Regions from separate parts of the Triticum aestivum genome. Here region 1 is linked to region 2. A link is a contact called in public Hi-C data. All regions are on one chromosome and are shown on one strand. Each heading gives the region's core, a stretch centred on a gene start, on an enhancer-like site or on the middle of the called end of the contact. The rest is flanking DNA. Distances are from core to core; before and after follow the strand shown.

Evidence for each region. Hi-C and Micro-C count contacts between places; a contact is called where the count stands out from the background.
Region 1: a contact with region 2 is called in a Hi-C map of leaf, with 3 times the contacts expected there. The contact joins the promoter of LOC123092500 here to the promoter of LOC123092495 in region 2. A contact is called at or near these places in 2 of 5 Hi-C or Micro-C datasets (both in leaf).

The regions. Positions count from the first base shown.
Region 1 is chr4B:425,798,071-425,801,932 of IWGSC CS RefSeq v2.1, reverse strand. It overlaps LOC123092500 (mitogen-activated protein kinase 5), which reads right to left and starts at 2,489. Exons shown (of 5, transcript XM_044514295.1): 1 at 2,121-2,489; 2 at 1,709-1,838; 3 at 1,469-1,606; 4 at 810-1,326; 5 at 1-102. The coding sequence starts at 2,272.
Region 2 is chr4B:425,144,936-425,149,290 of IWGSC CS RefSeq v2.1, reverse strand. It overlaps LOC123092495 (probable sugar phosphate/phosphate translocator At3g11320), which reads left to right and starts at 1,355. Exons shown (of 4, transcript XM_044514287.1): 1 at 1,355-1,997; 2 at 2,872-2,975; 3 at 3,203-3,431. The coding sequence starts at 1,512.

The DNA of each region.
Region 1 (3,862 bases), core at 1,240-3,739, 650 kb before region 2:
GAGGGTGCTGCTCGAAGTCGAAGGAGAAGGGGTCCGTGCAGATGGGCTCATCGGCGACGTCGTGAAGCCGCTCTAGGTACGGGTGCTCGAGCGCCTCTTCAACTGCATCATAAGAGCAAATTCAGTAAGAATCCACATCAGTCACACACCAATTAACTGATGAAACATAACTTTCTACGTACGTGACAAGAGCAATTTCAGTAAGAATGCACATCACTCAGACATCAAGTATAACTGAAGAAACACAAATAAAACCTACTTCCTCTCCCAAAATAAGTGTCACTGATTTGGTAGAACTTTTCTACTGTTCTCTGGCCGACGTCTCAAAAAGCTACTTCTATTATTGCTGTCGTGAAACAGATACAGGAATCTAGCCTTTGAGAGTAGCTGCAGCAGATCTCTCCCATTCATGTCTGTTGCCAAAAACAGATACAGTACGATCTTCTAAAAAAAGTGTGATTCTGCACTACACGCACAGTCCTTGTCGTCTACAGCACATACTACTAGCTCCAAAGATAGGCAAAGAAAGATCTTTTCTTAATCAAGTGGGCAGAACACATGGTTTTTGTCTAAAAAGGGAGCACATGTCCACATGCAGTAAACTTAAAAATAGGGGTCGAAGTGGCGGCAGATTGCATCTACTTATAACCAGCACAAAGATGTCTTAAGCACTGACACTGACCCCAACGCTGGCCGTACGAAGCCAGTCAACAAAGCACGGCGCTCTAACAGCAGCAGCATTGCGTGCAGTGCGGTGCGGCACTACGAAATTCACACGTGAAGATCAAAGCGGAGTGACGCGGACGCACCTGTGATCCTCTGCAGCGGGTTGAAGGTGAGCATCCTCTCGATGAGGTCCAGCGCGGCGGGCTGCACCTTGGGGAACTGTCCCGGGAAGGACCGGCGAGGGAACTGCGGCAGGTGCCTCATGTACCTCCTGGCGTCCTCGTTCCGGATGAAGCCCAGGTCGTCGTCGGTGGGGGTGCCGATCACCTCCGTGATGAGCCGCATCTGGTGCATGTGGTCCCTCCCCGGGAAGAGCGGCGCGCGGTTGATGAGCTCCATGAAGATGCAGCCGACGGACCAGACGTCGATGGCGGCCGAGTAGTCGGTGGAGTTGAGCAGCAGCTCCGGGGCCCGGTACCACCGCGTGACCACGTACTCCGTCATCATGTCGCTCTCCGACGACGGCCGCGCGAGGCCGAAGTCGCAGATCTTGAGGTCGCAGTTGGCGTTCAGTAGCAGGTTGCTCGGTTTCAGGTCGCGGTGGATCACGTTCGCCGAGTGGATGTACTTGAGGCCGCGCAGCAGCTGGTACAGGAAGTACTGAAAGCCACCCAAGAACACCACGGCACATGAATATACATACGGATCAAATCGTGACAAATATGAACAAAATCGATGGCTTATTTCTGTTCATTCAGAATATGATGCCCTTCTCTTCTCCTTAGTCCTTACTCCTTACTACCTGGCAGTGTTCTTCTGAGAGTTCTTGGTTGGAGCGGATGATGTGGTGGAGGTCCGTGTCCATGAGCTCGGTGGCGATGTAGACGTCGTTGAAGGACTGCGGGATCGCCGGCGGGATCACATCTCGGAGGCCTACTATCTGCGTGTGATGTCCGTCGATACAGCGTATCAGGTTAGCGCCTGAATTGCCGAATTCAGTCAGATACAAACATCTGAAGCGGAAGAGAAAGATGTTGATTACGTTCTCGTGGTCGAGGTGCCTGAGGAGCTTGATCTCCCGGAGCGTGCGCTTGGCGTCCATGTTGTTGTCGAAGGCGTTTGCGATCTTCTTGATTGCCACCATCTCCCTCGTCTCGAAGTTCATCACCGAGCTGCGCCCACGCAACCACAAGTGGAATTTCAGGACATGATTAAACACCACCAACCACTGAGCACTGACAGATTACTAACATATTTGCTCAACTGATAAAAGTATAGTGCTACTAAACTAGTGTTGTTCACAGAAAGGCGTGAATTGGCCTAACCCTATCTTTCCCCATGGCCCGAGCCAATTCCCCCTCTGTTTTCCGATCAGAGCCGCAACGACTCGAACAAGCTTGGCAGGAAATCGATGGTGATTGAGGAGCAAATTAAGATGAGGCGAAGGTACGTACCAGACGATCCCGTAGGCGCCGCGGCCGATGGGCATGATCGGCGGCTGGTACTTTGCCGTGATCTCGAACTGGTTGCCGAATATGTTGTAGAGGAGGAAGCGGCCGCCGTGCGTCATCGTCGGCCGGAACTCGGCCACCGGAGCGCCGTCCATTCTCAAACAGCCAAGAAACTAACCGGAAACCCAATCACAGGAGGCAACACGCACGGACGCACGCGCAACGGGATGAGGCTGAGCTGATGATTGACTTTATCCTGGCTCTCGATTCTTGTAGGGGTGAGGAGGAGGGAATTATAAATAGAAAAGGGCGGCTCCGCTAATGCTTTGCTCTCGGCTCAGCTGAGGAAGGTAGCGAGAAAGCGAGCGGGAGCACACCACAGCTGCTGTGCTGGTGCGCGCGGTCTCTCGCTCTTTTTTTGTGCGTATCGCCCGGGAACTGAGGGGATGGCGCCGGGACGGACGGACGGCCCGATGGAGGCCGTCTCGTGGCAGCGCGCTCATCGCACGGCTGGGGAGGGTTCAACGGTCAACCGGCAGCTGCTGCTCTCTTGTATGGAGACGCGCTGCACGCACCAACCGGATCGGGCTGGACCGGGAGCACTGTGGCTGGCGGGTGGGGCCGCGATTGTCAGTTTGTGTGCAGTACGCACGGATTGCGCGTGTCGCAGGGTGTTGAGGGCGTGGAAATCCAGGGGCCGATGGGGACGGAGCGGATGGAAGGTAGTAGCAGCCGACGCGCTATTATTTGGCTTGGCGACTCTGCTCGGTGTGGTGCCATTTGACCGACCGGTCACCTGGGTTTTTTTCTTTGGCTTTTCTTCGGCACCGTGGAAACGCTCCGGTTGGGAAGTCTACGCTCCAAATCTGGAGACGGGGCAATCCTGCGTCCCGGTCAAGAGGGGTGAGAGTCGTGGAATCACATACTCACTCCCTCCCATACGTAAGAAGTTTTTTTTTACTCTACTGCAATGTCAAAAATCGTTTTATGTAAAAAAAAGTGTCTTACATTATGGGATTGAGGAAGTAGTATTTCTCTTTGGGACGCGTACCGTGAATGATGCGTTACTCTCTTTTTTGCTATTAAAGAAGGGATGCAAGCGGCGCGGGTTGGCAGACCACAACACAGTGCAAAGTAGGCTACGAAGTTTTGCATGTTGTTATATTGTGGTAAGAAATCTTTTGTTGGAGGAAATTATCCAAGTGACAACACTATCATTTTATGCTCTTCACAGCGTAAGCAATCTTCATTGTGTCACTTCTAGTTAAAAGATTTCGATTAGAGGCCACAAGTCGTCGATGAATAGGTCCCGTGATGGCTTTTCAGTTTAGGAGATCAAATCTCTGATCAAGAGTGAGAGGAAGATAGAGATTATAGCTATCTGGCGTGAGATGAATAATGTTAACCATGAACTTGCTAGGATTGGCTGTATGGAGGTTAAAACAACAGTCTGGTTGCGTTCAAGATTGAATGGGGTAAAACTGTTGAAGTCGGATCTCTCTGATCCAGATTGATCAATAGAAAATCCCTCCCCTCACCTCCCCCCCCCCCAAAGTAGGCTGCAATTTGGGACCTTCCCGATACACTCCCTCTGTTCCTTTATGTAAGGTATATTTGCTTTTTGATAAAAATTCACAAGTAAGGTGTATTTGTTCTAATTCCTCATAATTCTAATCTTGACCCTCTAGAAAAAGGAAAGTATCTCTTCTTATATACAGAAAAAAAGGAAACTATCTCTCTCACGA
Region 2 (4,355 bases), core at 106-2,605:
TAAATATGGACCACAAATGATTTTATCACTTTACCAAATTTCACACATGCACATTCCTATCCATATTCTGCATCTGTGGTTTTTAGTCACAATCTTGTTAGAAAAATCTTAGAGAAACAACTCTTTGCTAGTGTTATATGTCATCACCATATGGTCCGATGCTATTTTTTGGTAGTGCAACCCTTATCACAAACATTTGGTCATCTCGCACACATGTACACAACTTGTAGCATTGGCGGTGATATGTTATTGCACTTCGTTACATCATCTCCTACCTCTGTATGGGTTTGCGAATGGCATTTTTTCAAACCCGTAGGTAACGACAATTATGATTCCTTATGATTTATCTTCCAATATATTTTGTCGCGATCACAACTCATTTACATCTCATCGATCCATTATCAGCTATTTTTGCATAGTGTAAATGTCATTTGTTGTACTTTTTAGCTCAGAAGAACTTTCAAAAAGTTTCTTTTAACATGTATCATGAATTGAGGGAAGGGTTAAATGTGGGTTGGTATTTAAAATTACATGATACAATACTAAATTACGATCCTTTACTTTCTTGGACGTGCTAGAGCAACCCATATCGATATGTTTTGTAAATGACACGTTCCCAAACCCGTAGGTTGCGACGATTATGGCCCCTTGTGCCTTATCTTTCAATCTATTTTGTCGCGAAGAGTTGACGTGCCTTAAACTCAACTCGGCAACGGATCACAACTCATTTTACATCTCATTGATCCAATGTCAGCAATTTTGGGCATAGCGTCAATGCCATTTGTTTGCAACTGGCGTGTTACCAAACCCGCAAGTTGCGACAATGGTGACCCCTTATGCCTTATCTTTCAATCTATTTTGTTGCGGGGAGGTGACGTGCCTTAAACTCAACTCGGTGATGGATCACAACTCATTTCTCATATATTTTTTTGCGGGTGACGGATCACAGCTCATTTATGTCTCATCAATCCAATGTCAGTAATTTTGGGCATTGCGGCAATGTCTTTTGTTGCGGTTAGTAGCTAAAAAGCATGCGCATATATTTTTTTATCTGACTTGCCATGTATCGGAAAATTAAGAAATGATTAAACATGAATTGGTATTTTAAATGACCTTAATAGCACTCTAATTCTATGGCAAGTTATGATGACATGAAATTAGTATAATTCTTTTCCCCATTTAATACTGCAACATATCAGCAATATGCCTAATTAACAATCGCACAAGACTACACGAATAAATATGAATATGAGTAGTAATTATAAATACTAAACGAAACGAATTTAGATCGGGAAAGGAGAAAACCAGTCGCCCGCCCCCGTCCGTTCTCGCTGCATCCACCGACAGAGAGAGCCGTCTCCTCCCAATTCCCATAAACACAAGCTCACACGCCTCCGCTCCGTGCCCAAACCCACCACCAATTCAACCGCGACCCAACCCACCCCGTCATTCTCACCACCGGCGCCTCCCCCCTCCTCAGATCCACGCGCGCCCGCGCGCGACCAGCCGCGATGACGGCCAAGGGCGGCGCGTCGCCGGCGCCGGGCGGCGCGGGAGCTGCGGCCAACGGGCGCTTCTTCACGGTCGGGCTCGTCACCGCCTGGTACTCCTCCAACATCGGCGTGCTCCTGCTCAACAAGTACCTCCTCAGCAACTATGGCTTCAAGTACCCCATCTTCCTCACCATGTGCCACATGTCCGCCTGCGCGCTCTTCTCCTACGCCGCCATCGCCTGGCTCCGGATCGTGCCCATGCAGCTCGTGCGCTCCCGCGTCCAGCTCGCCAAGATCTCCGCCCTCAGCCTCGTCTTCTGCGGCTCCGTCGTCTCCGGCAACGTCTCGCTCCGCTACCTGCCCGTCTCCTTCAACCAGGCCGTCGGTGCCACCACCCCTTTCTTCACCGCCGTATTCGCCTACATCATGACCGTCAAGCGGGAGTCGTGGATCACGTACCTCACTCTCGTCCCCGTCGTCACCGGCGTCGTCATCGCCAGCGGCGTAAGTTATTACCTGCTCCCTCTCCGTCGCTCGTTTTCGGTAGATCTGTTGGTGTCGGGGTTGGATCTGAGGGGAATTCGGGTTTCGCTAGCTCGGGATTCCGGAGCAGCGAGACTGAGATCTAGCTGATGGGGAGAGGAGGATCTGTCACAATAGTGTCTAATTACTTGGACTTAAATGGTAGGTGACTCCCTCAAGTTGATTGAGCGTGCTGTCTGATACGTCCACAACTTTCTTAACTAGGGAAAACTTTAGGGATGATGAGTTGGGCTGGGCAATAGTTATGCCTCATGTCCAGGCATCCTATAATCTTTTAAAAGCCATTTAGTTGTCTGGAGAGAAATCCGGTTGACTAATTGTGTGCATGATTCATATGTCATTGGGGGGGGATTGGTTTGGGTCCCTGAGGAAATATAATTGTTCTGCCATAAAACTCCACAGGGAAAATTTTAGTTTCCAAATTGACCTTTACAGGAAAACCCCATATTTATTTGTATCTCAACTTCATGGGTTTGTAAGTATTATAAGATTGGAGATAGAAAAAAGAAATTACTTGTCGATGCTGATGATATATAGCTTGAATACTCTTGACAAGGAAGATTTTATATTTGTCCATTAGTCCTTATGATGTTAGTTGTGGCATTATTAAGTTGAGCCCCTTGCGATGGGTGCTGCCTTATGTAGCTGTCGTAATTCCCAGTGTAACATACTAGGTCAGCAAATTGTGGGATGATGGTAGCAGCACTACATTTAGTAGATTATGGCTTGCATGTATCTTCTGTAGTTAGTGAACTGTTTCTATTCTAGTCTATGAGAGAGCTGGATTTGCATGTTTTTCATTAACTAACTATTAGTGCGCAAACCAAATTTACAGGGCGAGCCTAGCTTTCATCTGTTTGGATTCATCATGTGCATTGGAGCCACTGCCGCAAGGGCGTTGAAGACCGTGTTGCAAGGAATTCTTCTGTCGTCTGAGGGGTAATCAGTTTATCTCATTTGTATAGATGACACATTATAAATGGATGCTCTATACTATTCATGAGCAAAATATATAGACAACAAATAGGAAGCTTCTAGGATTTGTCTTTTTTGGTATATACTGGGTGTTGTGTGTATACTTCTAGGCTTTGTGTATATAGTTATATTTTGGCTCTTCCTTCTAAAAAAGCTATATCATGACTCTTGACTATTCTGCCGTCTTGCAGGGAGAAGCTTAATTCTATGAACCTGCTCTTGTACATGGCTCCGATTGCTGTCATTCTCTTGCTTCCTGCTACCCTCTTTATGGAGGATAATGTTGTTGGCGTTACAATAGAACTGGCCAAAAAGGATTTCACCATTGTTTGGTTGCTGTTGTTCAACTCTTGCTTGTCATATTTTGTCAATCTGACCAATTTCTTGGTGACCAAACATACTAGCGCATTGACTCTGCAGGTACGTCATCCTTTCTCACTGTTAATTAAATTCATTCCGTGCATAAGTTACTGGAGCATAGCTTAGCAGGTTGCGCAAGAACTTGTTTTACATGTGGCCTTTTATGCCAAAATCTCTTCCATTAACCTGCCACCTTGTAGATTTGAATTTAAAATGTAGTAAAACGATCTGGAATTATTATTCGTGATCCTTTATATAATTCACATACGCAGCAGAGTATAGCTTTTAATTAATGTAATGTACCTTTTGAGGCAACACTGATAATAGGATCAAAATATTTGTTCTAAATATGGATGCAGATGGCTACTTATTTTTCAGCTGTGTCAACCCCAGTGAGTTGCTGAGCTTGCAAATATGCTAACTGCCACTATATCGTTTTACTAGAAATGTTTATCACAATTCATTTTTTGTTTGTATAATTCGTGTGGGGCACACAGCTTCAGGTTTTGTTGAACCATTTTGTTATGCGAGCTTGTTTCACTGTTAAGTGGAGTATACACGATTGTTTTTAAATGGTAATAATGATACAGTATGAATCCGCTGTGTTAATAGTATTGGCATGTGTCCCAAGTAAGCCCATAACTAAATGTAGCTTGCACGCGTGATACACCTAAAGCATTTTACGGATCTGTCTTCAAACTATGGGTGTTTTGGATGAGGGCTACTGACCCAAATACCAAAACTCTAGAAATATCCCTGGTACAAAATGTTTTGGAATTTACATTACCATTCTGGTGAACTGCTATTATTGTAGCTATGGAATTCATATTGGCTCTTTGATCATTAAAATGTTTAGTAAATATACGTATTTGTCTGCATCTGTTGAGTGAATATCTCAAAACTGTTCTATTTTGACCATAATGCATAGCACTTGGTGAACTATGTGTTGTGTTTTTGCTCACAAGGTTGTCTTAGTTCGTTCAA